Regions from separate parts of the Rattus norvegicus genome. Here region 1 is linked to region 2. The links are chromatin contacts, called in public Hi-C maps. All regions are on one chromosome and are shown on one strand. Each heading gives the region's core, a stretch centred on a gene start, on an enhancer-like site or on the middle of the called end of the contact. The rest is flanking DNA. Distances are from core to core; before and after follow the strand shown. Region 1 has its middle 150 kb from the start of Btg1. Region 2 has its middle 240 kb from the start of Plekhg7.

What was found. A called contact is a pair of places that touch in the nucleus more often than the background predicts.
Region 1: a contact with region 2 is called in a Hi-C map of Schwann cells, with 3 times the contacts expected there. The contact joins two enhancer-like sites. A contact is called at or near these places in 3 of 12 Hi-C or Micro-C datasets (the Rat2 cell line, Schwann cells and kidney).

Annotation. Positions count from the first base shown.
Region 1 is chr7:33,075,076-33,080,555 of GRCr8, forward strand. It overlaps the pseudogene Gapdh-ps34 and the pseudogene LOC120094036. Among named protein-coding and RNA genes, the nearest start is that of Btg1, 150 kb to the right of the region's middle. Within about 2 kb of position 4,221, at least 26 of the 93 cell types and tissues checked have an H3K27ac peak or open chromatin away from gene starts, as enhancers often do. A contact at or near this core is called in Schwann cells, where this site is marked.
Region 2 is chr7:32,928,398-32,933,955 of GRCr8, forward strand. No RefSeq gene overlaps it. Among named protein-coding and RNA genes, the nearest start is that of Plekhg7, 240 kb to the left of the region's middle. Within about 2 kb of position 2,939, at least 16 of the 93 cell types and tissues checked have an H3K27ac peak or open chromatin away from gene starts, as enhancers often do. A contact at or near this core is called in Schwann cells, where this site is marked.

The sequences.
Region 1 (5,480 bases), core at 2,971-5,470, 150 kb after region 2:
CAAAAGTATCTCCCACTTTTTCATCCTTGACGCTGGGGCTGGCATTGTTCTTAATGACAACTTGGTAAAGCTCATTTTCTGGTATGACAATGAATGTGGATGGCTACAGCAACAGGCCTACATGGCCACCAAGGAGTAGGAAACCCTGGACCACTCACCCCAGCAAGAGTGAGGCCCTTGGTTGCTAGGAGTCCCACCTCAGTCTTCAAAACTGAGCATCTCCCTAACAGTTTCTATCCCAGACCCCCACTACAGTGGGAGGGTCCTAGGACCCTTACTCTCTTGAATGCCATCAAATTTTGCTATACCCACAAAAAAAAGAAAGAGAGAGAGAGAGAGAAAGAAAGAGAGAGAGAGAAGAGAAGAGAAGAGAAGAGAAGAGAAGAGAAGAGAAAAGAAGAGAAGAGAAGGACAACATTCAGCTGAGCGGGTACAGACGTAGGGAGGACCTTGGAAAAGTTGGGGTAGGGAAGAATATGATCAAAATATTTGCATGACAAATATTTAACATAATAATTTTGAAAATTGCTGTTTGAGTTGCTGACTACAGTTTTAGAAAAAATTAAATCTATTCTAGTTCAGGATTAGGAATTTTCAACACTTTCTGAAAAGTTCTTAAACATACTTCTGCCATTTTGTACTGTGAATCTACCCAGTGCCATTCTCAACACTGATGATTGTAAAATAGAAATATTAATCAACTGTGAAAAACAATGGAGATATACTATGTCCTACTGTATCAAATATTCAGCTACAATTTAATTCTTTGTGCAAAAATAAAAGTATTTATCTCAGTAGCATACAGATTTGCTTTCACATTTAATAGACAGTAAGATTGTATGTATACCAAAAATTTATTTTAAAACAAATGTATTTATGATTTATTATTAGCACATGTTTGATTTATATACCTATTTTATATGCCTATATATCTCGAGTCATGAAAAAGTTTCTCAAGTGAAGGTCTAAAGAGTTAGGTCATGGGTTAAGAGCACTGTCTTAGTCAGGGTTTCTATTCCTGCACAAACATCATGACCAAGAAGCAAGTTGGGGAGGAAAGGGTTTATTCAGCTTACACTTCCACATTGCTGTTCATCACCAAAGGAAGTCAGGACAGGAACTCAAGCAGGTCAGGAAGCAGGAGCTGATGCAGAGGCCATGGAGGGGTGTCACTTACTGGCTTGCTTCCCCTGCCTTACTCAGCTTGTTCTCTTATAGAACCAAGATCACCAGCCCAGGGACCGCACCACCCACAATGGGCTGGGTCCTCCCACCTTGACCACTAGTTGAGAAAATGCCTTATAGCTGGGTCTCATGAAGGCATTTCCTCAACTGAGGTTGTTTTCTGTGATAACTCCAGATTGTGTCAAGTTGACACACAAAACCAGGCAGTACAAGTATCCACTATCACTACCATCCAGATCTAGGGGATCCAACATCCTTTCTGACCTCAGAGGGTACTGGGTATGCACATATCACACAGACATACATGAAAGCAAAATTTTCATAGACATAAAATAAAATAAATAAATTGAAACACGTTTTCTCAGATGAAAAGGGCTGTGCTAACTACATTGGCTTTATAAAGAAATACACCGTGGCTTTTGCGTTCCAAGATACTCATTTTCACATGGTTTTTATTGCCTGTGTTCTCAGCAAGATGCTAAGGTAGGGCACCCAGTAAGATGGCAAGAAGAACAAAATCTTTGCCCCTAGACACTCACAGTGCTTGTCAGTCCTGCACATAGCTTGCTGAATACATTGTCCCACAGTGTGTGCTTCGGGAGGTATTAGGCGCTATAACACATTCATACTACACTTGATCTTAGCCAAAAGGCCGAGAAGCGATGCTATAACACATTCATAGCTCTAACGCTTAAACAGTAACGCGACAGACATTTAGTATGTTGTATTATCCTTTCCTGTGTAGCAAAATGTCCCTCACATTCAGTGATTAAAATATGCAGACATTTCTCAGTTTCTGAATCCAGAATCAAGACTGAAGTCAAGAATCCAGGAGCAGATCAGCAGATTTGGCTCTGGTTCAGAACCTCCAGCAGTACAACAGTCGCAGTGTCCACTGGAGCAGCTAGGGTTAGACGATTCTTTTCCAAGCTCACTTACCTGACTCTGGACACCTCTGCCTTACAATGGTTAGAGACCCCTGGGCCAGAACTTTGTTCATGACATTCAAAATCCTAGCATCCAACTTCTGGGCTTTCACCATCTGGTCCTCCACATCCGACTGAAAGGACATACATACTATATGTAGTTAGGGTAAGGGAGTGGGGTGGCCCCTCAGAGTTGATACAGAACATGCCTAGACACCAAATTCTCAGCATAAAAGAAATGAGTTGCACAAGATGGGGCAAGGGTAGGGGTGGGGGTAGGGAGTGGCAGATGGGGGATGGGAGATAGGAGATAGGGGGGACTGCTTCTGGATTAAGCAAAGGCAGACAGCAGGCAGCAGGTATTTTGTAGGAATTGGTTTTTTAAGGGGGGAAAATGGGCAAATCTGGGCTAGAGTGAGTTGGTAAGTCCTGATTGAACAGGATAGTTAGTGTAGCTACATAATGAATTTGGGTTGCTGGACCTTGGTGTTTCGTCTCAGGAATGAGTCAGTGGCCATATAAGGGAATAGACCTTAGGGGCAAGCTTTAGGGAGTCAAAGAGTTTAGCCAAGGAAGAGGGAAGGGTAAAAGGACAAAACCTGTCGGCCCCATATTTGTCATGTGAAGACCTGTTAGTTCTTCAGTCTGTGTTGCTTAAGGGTTTAGGGGACAAGTCTTAGAAGTTGTGTACTTGGCCCACATTCCACGTGCCCACACCAGCACCCAATGAACGCAGAGGAGTATGGGAAATAAGTTCTGTCTGTGTACCCTGATTAAGAGGGTAGGACTTGGTGAGGGAAAAGCAATCACTCACTCTACCACACCCTCTCTTTGAAAAGACTATACATGCTAGTGCTTGACTTTCTTTCAAAGAGCCATCTACATGGTTTTAATGCAACAAAGGGATACGGTTGCTTGCCATTGTGCAAAAAAGACAATTTGATTAGTTGGGTATTTTCACCTCTCCTGTGCATAACAAACATAGCGCCTGTTGCAGACCACGAGAAGGTGGCAGAAAGCAAGTTCTGGGTCAGGAAAGTGCCGCTTCAGGGATAGCAGGATGGTGCTTCTGGAAACAAGACTCACCTGTTTCCCTATGGGGAAGAGAAGCCAGGCTTTGTCCCCAGGCAAATGAAAATCCAAATCACAAGACTGCGACTACAAGCACAGAACAATGCATTAAAAGGTGGCGGCGGCGGTGTGCACTGTTTGCACGCATCCTAATATGCATCTGCCATTCCAAATGCTCTCTGAAAACACTGAAGGATGGAGGGTAGTTAGTGATGAGAGAGATTGTTTGGCTGTATCTCAGCTTCTTCGTGCCGTAATTGCTAAGCCTCTTGGTTTTTAAGGGCTCCGGGATGTTAACGGCAGGTCACAGTGGCCCATTTCTCCACATACCGATGTGGTAACACTGCATCCGATGATGGTGACACGAAGAAAAACCATTTCTGGCATAGAAAAATGATCTGATCTGAATTTGAAGCTTCCAGAAAGGCTTTAACAATCCTTTAAATTAGATAGATGAGCTCGTCCACCTACTTGTTTTGAATTCTGGCCATTTTTACATATTTATTTCAAAAGAACCAAAAAAAAAAAAGTCGCTATTTTTTTTCTTCCAACAGCCCAGTTTCCAGTCTTCTGCCATGATTACCTCAGCAGCTGAAGTTTTTGCTGTTGCTTGCTTTCTGCTGCGTTTGCTTACATCACTTCAAGTTGGAAAAACCCACAGAAAGGAATGGTTTTTTGGAGGGGCCGGGGAGAAGCAAAAAATGAATGAAATCTGAGCCAGACTTAAGATACTCGCTCTCTGCCCAGCCCTGCTTCTGGACCAGAGGAGAGGGATGTTTTCCTGAGAAGCCAGCTCCAAGCCACAAACCTGGAACACATCAAGCTTTCTCTTCTTGCTAATTGGCACTTACCTCACCTAGGGGCTTTTGCCAAGAAGGGTTGAGGGGTTTAATGGGGGAAGGAAGAAAGGAAAGACTCCAGAGTCCTGGAACACAGTCGCAACCACGTGGGAACTTTTCCCTCAGAGGGCTTTGCAACAAAGTGGCCTATGTGCCTGCCCTGCCCTCCCGTTTGTGGGGCTAATGCTCAGACTGGGGCCTGAATGATAACTGCTTGGTGTAATTACGAAGACAGCTTGAAAACTGTGCTTCTCTTTGTTCTGGCCTTCAGATGAGGCTGTCTGAACGCAGTTTGAGCCAGCTTTATTTCAAAGCGCTTTTTCTTTCCATATTTCAAAAGGTCAGTGTGTTTACTGGTGGCCAAAAAAGAAGCTAGTGTAAGAAAAAGAAATCCATGTGGCTGAGTGGCAGGCAACCAGAAAGACGAGGCAGGGGGCTGGCTCTGGGTCCTTTAAGAGCCGGTAGAGGAGGCAGAGAACCCTCAAGACTTGACCTGTCCTTTATTCAAAGACGAGGGGGTGAATGGGAACTGTAGTCTTTTGTGGGGTTTAAAAAACAATTCTTAAAGTCTGATTCTGGAAAGAGAAATGCAGGGCTGCTTAGTTAAGAACAATGTTATCAACTGCCCAGCCAAGAAAATGTCCACTTCATCTCCTAGAGGTAGGAATGCTTCCTCCTTCCAAGAAAGCAGGCTTGACAACCTGGCCACCCTTGGGAGTCCTGAGACTGTTTCCTGTCAAGGTAAGTTAGTGCCAGGAAATAATAGCAAACCCCAAACCCTTTCACAGGCCTCTGGGTTGGCAGTCTGAGGCTAACGAACCCTGTTACTTAGAAAAGCAAAGCTGATCAGACAGACCACCACCTGTCCATACATAAAGCATTCACACTTCCATTGTGAATATTTGAAAACAGCGTCAGGCTCCAGAGACTTCAACTCAGTGCCTACGGCAAGCATTCTTAGTGGCTTGTTTTCTTTTAATCTGTGTGCAAAATGGAGGACTTTCACCCCTGGACTTGCTCTAGGGTGAGCTTCTGGCAGGAGGGGAGCAAGCTGTAAAAGCGGTAGAAAGTGTAGATGTCCAAACCAGGTGTGTTCATTCAGGTTCAAATCTTCACGTTGCCACTTACGAGCTGTGTGTGTGTGGGGTGGGGGTGGGCAATGTACTACTTAGCCAAGGCGTGACTCGGTTTTCTTGCCTGAAAATATGGGTGTCTCACAGCCTTGTGCTGGGAGGGTTCAATGAATAAGTATGTGTGAGATGTATAAAGCTGTTCCCCGTGCTTGGTAAACATCTCGGTGTTAGATAATGTTGAAAAGCACACCTCTCTTCCAAATGGAAATCTACGCTAGGGAAAAACCCCTCGCTATGTGCTACCAGCAGTCTTTAGACAATCTGCCCACAAGAGAAGTAAAAGGTAAAGTTGCAAACGCCAGTGAATGTCGCTTGTTTGTGAGGGA
Region 2 (5,558 bases), core at 1,689-4,188:
GTTAAAAAAAAATGAAAGGCACCTATTTAGGTGGGGCTTGAGAAGGAGGACACTCACTGAATTTATAATGTCTTCCAAAGAAAGGCTTGTTCCAGCTTCAAAGTCACCACGACTAGGGTGGAAGTTGCCAATATGATAACAATTATTGAACCATTCTCATGTTCTCCTAGCACAGTGGTTCTCAACCTTTCTAATGCTGTGAGGCATTAATACAGTTCCTCATGATCCCAATCATAAAACTTTTTTCATTGCTACTTCATAACTATAATTTTGCTACTGTTATGAATAGTAATATAAATATCCAATATGCAGGATATTTGATATTTGAGGTCTTGACGCACATATTGAGAACCACCATCCTGGTCGGTCCCTTTACTGGTGAGCTATCAGTTTGTTTTAGAATGAGGGACTCAGGGATAGAGAGATGGCTCATCCGTTAAGAGCACTGGCTACCATTCCAGAACACCCAGGTTCAATTCTGAGCACCCATATGGCAGCTCATACCTACCTATAACTTCAGTTCCAGGAGGTTTGACACAGACATATATGCAGGCAAAACATAAATGCACACAAAATAAAATAAAAATAAGCATTGAAGATACAATGGGGGGGGTCCTTGACATCAACTTTGCTGGAGGCTCTTCCAATGCATCTAGACCTAAGAAATGCCCTGTCGCAAATGTTCTTTTGTTTATGATTTAATATTCTCACTCCATGCTAGAATTGTTTTATGAGAAATAGAGCAGATGGCAAGAAGAACCAGTGATGAATAAGAACCAGAAGAGGACCTAACACTGATACTTACTCGGGTTACTTATAATGCACACAGCCTATGAAATAAGGGAGAACAAAACTCTGCAAGTATGACTTTTATGCCTCATTTATTAGTTTCATGTGGTGAGTTTTATGGCCTTTAGAATGTGGACAGAGATTGAGTTTCACTTTTAAAAGGAGTACTTTGCTCTGTGGTCCAGTGCGTGACCATCAGACAACAAATTAATTCTCCCCATAAATACTTAAATGTGCTTAAGCTCGCACTTCTCCTTTGGCTTTTGTTGTATTTGACTTTTGTAACAATACCCATTTTTGCCCAGTGAGTGGCTGCTGTCAGCTGGCTTTTAATGAGCCTGAAAGGCATTGAGGTCCCCAGCAAGCGAGATGCTGAACAATTCAGTCTCAGTTGAGAAGAAAAGGGAAACAGTCCATGTTGAATGTTCATTCTCTGAGTCAGTGTCACAGATCGGCTGTGCATCTGAAAACTAGAAGACCCAAAGCTCTTAAAACTTTCTAGAAATAGTTAATGCAGCATCTGTGGATCATGGTTGTGTGTTAGGAAAAACACAGGAAGCGTTTCACTTCCTCAGTGCTCTGGCTGCAAGCTTCTCCAATTTAATCAGAATCTTTGTGTTTTGACCCATGTGTAAGTCTTGTGTGTGTGTATATCCGTGTGTGTGAAGGTGTGCTTGTATGTGTACTGCACATGCATTTCATCTGGCGCCCTAAATCACATCGACACACTGGTTTTGAAACTGGGTCTCTCAAAGAATTCACAGCTTGAGGATTGAGCAGGGGTAGCTGTCCACCAAGCATCGAGGAATCTCCTGTCTTGGTCTGTCCTGTGCTAGGATATCCTTTCGGACTACTGTATGGCCTGATTTTGTGTCATCTTCACACAGGCTAGAGTCATCTGAGAGAATGCCTTCTTTAGATCAGGCAAGTTTGTAGAGCATTTCCGTAATTAGTGATTGAATGTGGAAGGACCCAGTTGTAGTTGATTACAGTTGTAGTTGGTGGTTCTGGGCTCTAAAAGAAAGTAGTCTGAGCAAGTCATTGGGAGCAAGGCAGTAAGCAGCACCCCTCCGTAGCCTCTGAATCGACTCCTGCCTCCAGGTTCCAGTCCTGCTGGAGTTTCTGCTTTGGCTTCAACAAAGTCTGATTTAGGATATGTAAATCAGATAAACCTTTTCCTCCCTGAGTTGCTTTAGGCGTTGATGTTTCACCACAGCAATAGTAACTCTAAGACAACTGCCCTGTCACTTTTCACATGGGTTCTGGGCATCCAAACTCAAGTCCTTTTGCTTGTATAGCAAGCACTTTATCACCTAAGTTATCTCCCCAGCCCTGTGCACTGGTGTGTTTTCAACACTCAGGTACTCTAGACTGCTAATACCCTTTTGTTTAAAAGTAATACCATTATCACAAAACAATAACTTCAACTCTTATGAAATCTCATCCATGGACATGTTAAAGAGATATGGAAAGGACACTGCTCAAGTTATACATCTATTTTTGCCTGTCTACTGCCACTATCACTTTAAAAGTGGTATCTTTGCTTAAAGAAAAAGGAGGTCCTGGTAAAAATGGAAATGGTCTCTTGAAACACAAGCACTTCAGGACTCCGTTGCTGGCTTATCTGAGGGACAAGTAGCAGGTGTAGACTTCTTTAGAAGGGGTCACGAGCTTTCTAGTTTCCCCAGGGCCCCTCCAGTCCTCAGCCTGTCCTCGACCAGACAGCATTCAGGACACCAGTTTTTGTCTCAGTTCACAGAAGTCTGTCAAAGCCCAGTTTCCTTTGTCTCTTCCATATCCCACACAGAAGATTCTAGCCTGGGCCAAGGAGCCTTTATTTGATCTGAAGGACTCAAGCCATCCCTTCACCACAGTTATTGGAAAGGTCATCAGGTTCCTCTTACCATTCTCTACCAGCCCACTTCCCCACCTCAGAAGGTTTGTTCTGTACTTTTGCTTTAAAACTGAAAACAAAGACTGACTATACATCTATTCTCCTAAGACTCCAGTTCCTCAAGGCTGAGTGCCAACTCCCTGATTTGTTTTCCATCCAGAGCTATGCAGACCGAGAAAGCCAACAACGCAAGGCCATTTTGCTTTTGACCTTCGTAGGGCTGACTGCACAGCCAGTCAACGGCTGAGCTGAAAATAGAACCCAGGACTTTCAAATCATTGTTCTGCTTGCTGGACTGTGTTTCCTCCCGTAAGGACCTGGTTAAGCAATGTCCTGTTTTGCAAAAGCAGAAGTCACAATACACACAGGAGAAACTGGACTGAACACAAGAAACACAAGGCCCCACCCTTAGGAAAGATGGCTCTCTAGTGTGAAGGAGTGTGATTTGTTTCTGCGGGTTTTGGTTGGAAGCAGGCTCATAGCAGGTCAAATCACTGACTTTGCAGTGTGTGGTATTTTAGGAATTCTCAGAGTGCCTAGTGTCAGGTATTTTCCTGACAACACCCCAGAAAGACATTTATACAAGTGACAGACCAGTATACAAAGGTGGCCACAGACTTGGAATCACTGTGTTTTATTGCAAGTAGCATGGGAGAGAACCAGAAGTCTGGTAGCAGATGATTCTTCTTTTAGGGTATTACTCTGGCCAATAGAGGGCAGATTGAAACCGTAGAGCTGCCCCTAGGCATGTGTAGTCATCACAGACTTGGAGGCTGAGGCAAGAGGACCTCGTGATGATCAAGACCAGCCAGTTCCTGTGTTTATTGTCTAGAGCTGCCTTAAGGGAAGGAAATTGGAGTGGGGGAGGGGGCAACAAAAAACTGCCAAAATTGTCAAAAATCAATCAATAATGGATTTTTCTTTTTGAGAGTAGACAGCAGAATTACAGTCTAGCTGGCCACTTGCATGCCCAGAGAATAAAGGGAAGCCTGGGAGTTTTAGCAAGCAGAGAAATGTACACATGAACATACATGGTCACACTCACTGCTTGTGGGAACAGCAAGCTCCCATCGAGGGTGGGGAAGTGTTAAAAGCTAGTTTGAAGGTCGTAGTTGGCAGTTAACATTGATAGCTACTAAATAAATCAAGTCTTGAACATGCCCAGACTGTTCCTCTGGACTGTTTCTGAAAAGATTCTATCTGGAGCAGACATGTGTGGTCTGAGGATTTCTCACAGAAAGTTGGGGGGTATTATACTTCCCGAAGTTCCTTCAAATTGTTCAGACCTCTCTGTTCCATGGGAACCCATGTAGAAGACTTGCTAGTCTCTCAGGGATCTTCAGTGTGCATTTGGAGAGCAGAGCCTTACAATTCTGGCTGCTTTTGCCTCTCCGTCAAGCTTATGGCCCCTCCCCAGGACTTAGCAGAGCAGATTCCAGGACCCTGAACTAGTTGTAGCCCTGGCTCTCCATCTCAAAGCTGCCCAGCTTGAGTCAAATGGCTTTGCATTTTTGCATCCGTTAGTCTGTCAGACAGACACTGCAACAGCGGGCAAGACCTCGGAGTCAGGAAATTGAAGTGAATTGTGATTCACGAATTGCTTCAAAAGATTCTAGGCACAGATAATGGGTTTAGTTGTAGGCAATCAATAACTACCCAGGGACAGAAAATGGCTGCAGTTAGCCACGTGGAACGGGTGAAACACATCCCAGGACCTCCTTCCTTCCCTCCTTCCTTGGAGAAGCCTGCCTTATAGTCCAAAAGTGGGCACATGAGATCTCAATCTTAATTGCTCCGTATTACAGATAGGGCAACTGAAGACAGGGAAACTAGGTAATTCACTATGTTTACACACCAGCACGGGATGGGAAGGGAGTACAGTCACTGTATGTACTGACGTCACAGTTTTGCCATCATTGTGCCAGTGAGGTACTTACTTCCTAGGAAAAACCATGTAGGAAGCTGACTGTGATGTTCCTCAGGGGCTTAGACAGAATCACTTACTGACGCGTTGGAAGCAGCAAAGAGTATAAAGGTACCCATGGGCGGTGATGGTGATGACTAATAAACACATGAGGACTCGTACTGCAGCCTCACTTAGCATGTCAAACGGTGTTAAAAATAATAATCAGCCTTGGGAACCCAGAACAAGAACACCCAGTCATTCTGACACACCTAAATGCAATTTGATACGTGTTTGTCACCTACTCACAGCAGCCGCTGTTCAAGAGACGAACAAAAGACCACGTTGAAAATGGAAGCGCCAGGGCGCTTGTACTTTCTTTGTTAAACCAGGGGAGATTGTGTGTGTGTGTGTGTGTGTGTGTGTGTGTGTGTGTGTGATCATTTCCTGGAATGTGTACATGTGTACGTACATACAATATATTTTACACACGTATCTATTTTACAGATTTTTACAATGTCCTTCAATAGCTTCTCCAGCCATAACTATGAATAGAAATGATGAACGGCTTTTTCGTTCCTTTCTCAGACTCCAGTTGCTATAACCTAATGCCATGGAAAGTAAATCAAACCTGAGGCTGGGAGATGGAGAATCTGGCCCTTGCTTCTCCACCAAGTACATCTTTGGAGGAGGCATGGGGAGTGTCTCAGTCTATCAGGACCACCAATGTCTCAGTCTGCTTTTGTTGACATTACCTATCCAAGTCCTGATATCTTTTATGTCCTTCCCAAGGAACTTTTATAATTATAGATAATGAATTTCTGGCAGGGGAGGGGAAACGATATCTCAAATCTGAACCCAGACCTTCGTAGTTAAAAAATGTGCATTAAATTTATTAGGCGCTCTCTCTCTCTCTCTCTCTCTCTCTCTCTCTCTCTCTCTCTCTCTCTCTCTCTGCTATCCCTCCGTCCT